2 separate regions of the Cricetulus griseus genome follow, and region 1 is linked to region 2. The links are chromatin contacts, called in public Hi-C maps. All regions are on one chromosome and are shown on one strand. The core of a region is the stretch at or near the end of the contact, and the rest is flanking DNA. Distances in the headings are between cores, read along the strand shown. Region 1 has its middle 8.5 kb from the start of Chmp6. Region 2 holds the start of Endov (endonuclease V).

Region 1 (2,700 bases), core at 33-2,532, 380 kb before region 2:
TGCCAACCCCAGACCTCAGGGCAGAGTAGCCTCCACACCAGCCACGAGAAAACAGAGGTCACAGATGCCACAGATGCAAGCCTGCAGACCCAGGGCCATGAAGTCAGTCAAGAGGGAGAGGCACATGTGCACTGAGGGGCGAGAAGCAAGCTGGCTACAGGCAGGGTGCAGGCGGGCTCCAGTGGGAGTGCAGAGGGCTATAGACTGGCTACAGGTCAGTGTGTGTGTGTGTGGTGAGAGAGAGAGAGAGAAGAGAGAGAGAGAGAGAGAGAGAGAGAGAGAGAGAGAGAGAGAGAGGAGACAGAGGAGAGAGGGGGAGAGAGAGGAGAGAGAGAGAGAGGGAGAGGAGAGAGAGAGGGAGAGAGAGAGACAGAGAGAGAGCAGGCCTGTGCAATGTCTCCAGTGGTCCTGGCTGGGCCTTGGAGCCAGGCTAAGACAATGATGAGGACTTTTTCTTCCATATCCAGAGAGTTACTTATAGGGAGTCTAACTTGGACCTTCTCGTGGCTCCCAGCTTTGCAACACCCCCGCGGTAGCAGTGGGGCTGACAGTGCCGAGCCACCCACAGCAAGTTTGGTGCAGGGGATAAAGGGAGGGTGATTGGGGAAGGTTTCAAGAGGAGGTGGCATTTGGGATGGCCAAAGTGTGAACCCTGTGTGTTGCTGGCACTTGGTGGTCCCTCCTGTCCAGATGACCCCAACCTCTACAGGGTGCAGGGACCGGAGGTGCAGCAATGATTTCCATTCTTCATTCCAGTCTTTTGACTCCCTTGGCTTCCCCAGGGCAGCTTCCTTCCAGGGCTGCAGAGCAGGAAGGAGACAGACGGAGGCAGCTCACCTTCTCAGGCCTCCATTGGCACTACCAGAGAATGCCCTCTGGATGGCTCCGGTTAGGCCATGGATGACTGACAGCGTGGGAGCCCACCCCCACCTGAGCCAACTGCAGTGTCCAGAGAGGTCAAGCTCGGCGGGAGTGGGCACTGGTCTCAAACAAGTGCTTCCGTTACCATGTCATCTAGGTGTGTGACTCTTGTGGGTGCATGTTGACCCATGGCTCTGGTCAGCAGACCCTGGGAAACATGAAGTGTGAGGCACAGCTGAAAATTACACACACACCGAGTGGTGAGGGGCAGGCTCCTACTGATGAGCTACCGGCAGTGGCAACCCCTGTGGACACCACGCGGTGGCGCTGCAGGACAGGCAGCTGATGAGCTGCTGTGTAGCCCGATAACCTCCATGCTGTGGTTCTTGTCACAGGGCGCGCCCAGATTTGGTGAAGTAGTTTACCGCCCCCTCCCCCCTCATCAAATGGCTGGCTCATTGGTTCACTTGCTCATTTCCTCACTCTTCATCCACCCGCCCATCAGTGGCTCGCTCGCTGACTCACGGGGCACCGATCACCGGCGGCCCTGCTCTGTGGGGCATGGGGCAGTGTGAGGAGCAATAACGAGGATGGGGTTTGGAGGCCAGTGGTCAGGGAAGGGATATCTGATTCCAGAAGTGTGACCCTCAGACATGACAGTGCAGGGCAGTGTGGAGTTGGGCAGGGTCACAGGCTTGGGGGATGGGCAGAGGAAGGAAGGGCCTGACAGGGGCTTTGGGAACTGTCAGGATATGAGGATGACACTGCCTTTGGTCGCTCACCTAGGTGGTGGACCAGATGATGTTGGAAGAGAGAATCCTGCCTGGCACCGAGGGCCCATACTTCACTCCTGGCTAATTGCATCTCACAGGGATAAAGTGGGATGCAGCGTCACTCACACCTGTAAGCCCAGCACTCAGAAGGGTGAGGCAGGAGGATTAAAAGTTTGAGGTTAGACTGGGCCCCACATGAAAGAGAAAACAGACTCCCACAAGTCGTCCTCTGACCACCACCGCATGTGTGCCCACACACGTGCACTCTAAACAAGGAACATGTACACTCTAAACAAGTAATAAGCAAATAACATTAATAAAAGTCAGAAAAACCATAAACATGTTTCTCATGATTCTGGATATTCAGCGGATTCAGTGTCCAGTGCCAGCCTGGGCTCTGCCTCTTAAGACAGAGCCTTGAAGCTGTTGCGACAGTGGCGCCGCACGCCTTTAAACACCTTTAATCCTAGCACTTGGGAGAAAGAGGCAGACGTTATATCTCTGTGAGCTCCAGGCCAGCCAGTCTACAGAGCAAGTTTGCAGGACAGAAAGGGGTACACAGAAAAGCCCTGTCTTGAAAAGCAGAAACAAAAAGACAGAGCCTTGAGTGCTGTGTCCTTGTGTGGGAGAACGAGGGGGTAAGAGGGCCCAAGCGTGTGATGCCTCTTCTCTGGGGTTAATTCCTTTCATAGGTTTTGTTGATTCGCCATTCACTGGGGGGTCTTCTGGGTCATTTCCACCTACGAAAACATCCCTGCAAGGTTTCTATGTGGCCTGGCGCTTTTGTTTCTCAGGGGCTTATATTTTGCCCTGGGATTGCAGGCCAACTTCCTGAAGAAACACCAAAACCTCTTTCCACAGGGCCAGCCCTTCGAGAATTCTGACTACAGTGCCCAAGGGTGACAACGCCTTCATGTCCTGGTGGACACATGTTACTACTTTCCATCTTCAGATTAGAGCCATGCTGGCAGGTATGAGATGGGGTCTCCAGCAGGTTGGTTGCAATGTCTAGTGACATTTTCCATGTGCTGGTCTGTCATTTTGTTGTCTTCTTTGGAGAGATGTC
Region 2 (2,700 bases), core at 11-2,510:
TTTAAAAAACGGAGCTAGTGTGAGACCAGGTCGGAAGCAGGAGTCCTGGGGAGGCTGAGACTCCCTGATTGGGCAGCCTGTGATTATGTGCTGTGGGCCCCTGAGGTGAGCAAACCAAGATAGCCAGACTTAGAATTGTCTGTTGATCCTTTAAGAAATATTTGTAATTTATTATTTGTGTAGCTATGTATGGGTCTGTGGGGGTTTATGTCCACCACCTGCATGCTGATGCCCACAGGGACCAGAAGTCAGCACCGATCTTCTGGAGCTGGAGTTAAACGCAGCTGGGGGCAGCCTGATGGGGGAGGTGGAACTGAACCTGGATCCTCTGCAACAACAGCATTCGCTCCTAGCCACTGAGCTCTTCAAAGTTACAGTATTTTAGCCTTTTAAAAATACACTCCACCCCATACATTAAGTTCTGCAAGTGAAATGGGGGTGTATCGATCCCTTGGCATGTTCGGGATCCTGGATAGGCTTACTTTGGCATCAAAAACGGGGGGGGGTAGATTAAACACAGGGCGCGGGGGTGGAGAAGAAAAACTTTACAAAACTGCACCCAGGCTCTGAACCCTGTCTTGGGAGCCAGCCCCACCCTGGGGTGCCTCGCCTACGAGTGACCAGCACAGGGCTCAACGTCCCACCGGGTTACCTGGAGCTCTGGGTAGCTCAGCACCACGAGGGACGCGCAGGCCCGGGAACTGTCCCCCGGGACGAAGGACACGTCCACGCCCCCGACCCTCCGCAGGCCCGGGAAGGCGGGGTCCCGCTGCCAGGCCTCCGTGTCCCTGGGCACCACGCGCGTCTTCAGCCGGGCTTGTTCCCTAGCAGGACACAAACATCAAAGCGGGCTCGGGGCCCTCGGGGCGCCACCCCTCCAGCGCAACCCGCTCCCGTTTGCCCAGCAAGCCAGAACGGAGCAGGAAGGCGCTCCGCGAGCCCAACTGCGGCACCGGAAGCGAGGGCAGGCAGCAACTTCCGGCAGCTTGGCGGCCCGCGCCAGGCCTGCGGTGCAGCGCCGGTGTCCAGTGCCACAGCGGCCCCAGGGGCCGTGAGGTCGGAAGGACCCTGGAGAAGGCCACCCCCCGCGGCTACTGCAGGGCCCCGACCCCGTTACCGTTCCCAGAGCAACAGGGTTTCCTCTGACGGCCGCTCCGCGGCCTCGAGGGCCATGGTTAAGGGCCGCGCGGCGCCTTTGCGACGTCACTTCCGGAGCGCCGCGAGCCGAGCCGTTAGTCCTCGCCGCCGCCGCCGCCAGGGGCCGCTGTCACCGCAGCGCTGGGCGTCGAGGCGCCTCAGTCAGGTCGGGGTTCCGGGCGTGCGAGCTTCGCTCCGCGCTCTGCGCGCCTCCGGCCTCTCCGGCAGCCCTGGCCCGGCTCTGAAAAGATGTGCGAGCAGCTGCTTGCCCCGCACACCCCGAGCCCTGGGTCGCGCGGCTCCCGCTCTGCGGGTTCAGGTCCGCACATGGCCACATCGCGCCTGCGCAGAGCCCTCTCTCTGAAGTTAAAATAGAGTCTACGGGAAGAAGGGACACCTTCCCTGCAGAGGTTCTTCCTCAGCCGTACCGATCGTGAGGAAACCTCAGCCCGAAGTCATTCAAAAACACTCGAGAAAGTGAGGCCCTTAAATCCCGGCGCTGAGGAGGCAGAGGCAGGCGGATCAGTTTGAGTCCAGCCTGGTCTCCAGAGCTATTTCTAGGACAGTCAGGACTACACAGAGAAATAGCCTGTCTCGAGAAACTAAAGCAAACAAACAAACAAAAAAAAAGGAATCTTGCTCCGCCAGGGGTGTGTTTGTGTGTTACAGCTCTGAAGGGAAAGGTATCCTGGCTATTCAGGAGCCAAGGAACACCACAAAGTCACATCACACAACAGTCCTCACACAAGACATTTTTGCCGGGGGTGTGGAAAACCCAGGAGGGCAGCTGCCTCTGCGCCAGTGAGAAGAGCAAAGAAATGAGCAGAAGGCAGGGTTTGTATGGGGTTTCTGGCGGGAGGAGAGGAGGCTTCCCAGGCCGGCCTGATCCTGGGGCAAGCTCGGGGTTTGCTGGGATTTTTATTTTTCTCTAGGGAGGGGCAGGGGCCCGGACACTCTCTACCCCAAAGAATCTGGGAATGGCCGTCAGTGAGAGAAGTCCAGAGAGTGGGTCCTGGCCCTTGGGGCTCCTCAGGCGCCTTCTCTCCAGGGGTCAGGTCAGAATCATCTAGGGATGGAGCCTGGACTCCAGAGGTCTCCAAGGGGGAGGGCTTCCAGGGGGTCTCTGAGGGCAGCAAGGGAAGCTGTCCTGTGCCAGAGTTCACATAAACAGCTGGACAGACCAGGGTGTGAATTAGTCAGGGTTCGCTAGAGGAGCAGGCAAGAGTGACAGAATGAGATCATATGAAGGAGATTCAGAACTTACCATCGAGAGTCGGAACGCGCAGGCAAAAAGCAAAAGCTTCCTTCTTCTGTGCCCTTTTATATAGGCTGTCACCAGAAGGTGTGGTCCAGATTTAGGGTGGGCCCTGGACCTTGCATAATCCAATCAAGGAAATCCCTCACAGGAGTGCCCCGCGGCCTAGGGTTTAGTGGATCCAGGATATGGTGGAGTTGACAACCAAGATTAGCCACCACAGGGAGTCATCCCAAACAAACCTAAACTTGGCTAACGTTAGCCTGATGATTTGGTGCAGAACTGTAGCTTTTATATTCCTAATCAAA

What was found. Hi-C and Micro-C count contacts between places; a contact is called where the count stands out from the background.
Region 1: a Hi-C map of liver shows a contact between it and region 2, with 5 times the contacts expected there. The contact joins the enhancer-like site here to the promoter of Endov in region 2. A contact is called at or near these places in 7 of 8 Hi-C or Micro-C datasets (the CHL-YN cell line, the CHO-K1 cell line, the CHO-S cell line and 2 more).

What each region holds. Positions count from the first base shown.
Region 1 is chr7:132,406,598-132,409,297 of CriGri-PICRH-1.0, reverse strand. No RefSeq gene overlaps it. Among named protein-coding and RNA genes, the nearest start is that of Chmp6, 8.5 kb to the left of the region's middle. Within about 2 kb of position 1,282, at least 2 of the 6 cell types and tissues checked have open chromatin away from gene starts, as enhancers often do. A contact at or near this core is called in the CHO-K1 cell line, where this site is marked.
Region 2 is chr7:132,026,823-132,029,522 of CriGri-PICRH-1.0, reverse strand. Endov (endonuclease V) reads right to left here and starts at 1,260. Exons shown (of 8, transcript XM_027425486.2): 1 at 1,118-1,260; 2 at 653-824. The coding sequence starts at 1,173. LOC118237975 (a long non-coding RNA gene) reads left to right here and starts at 1,267. Exons shown (of 3, transcript XR_004770700.1): 1 at 1,267-1,971. It overlaps LOC118237977 (a long non-coding RNA gene), which reads right to left and starts at 646. Exons shown (of 2, transcript XR_004770702.1): 1 at 219-646; 2 at 1-100.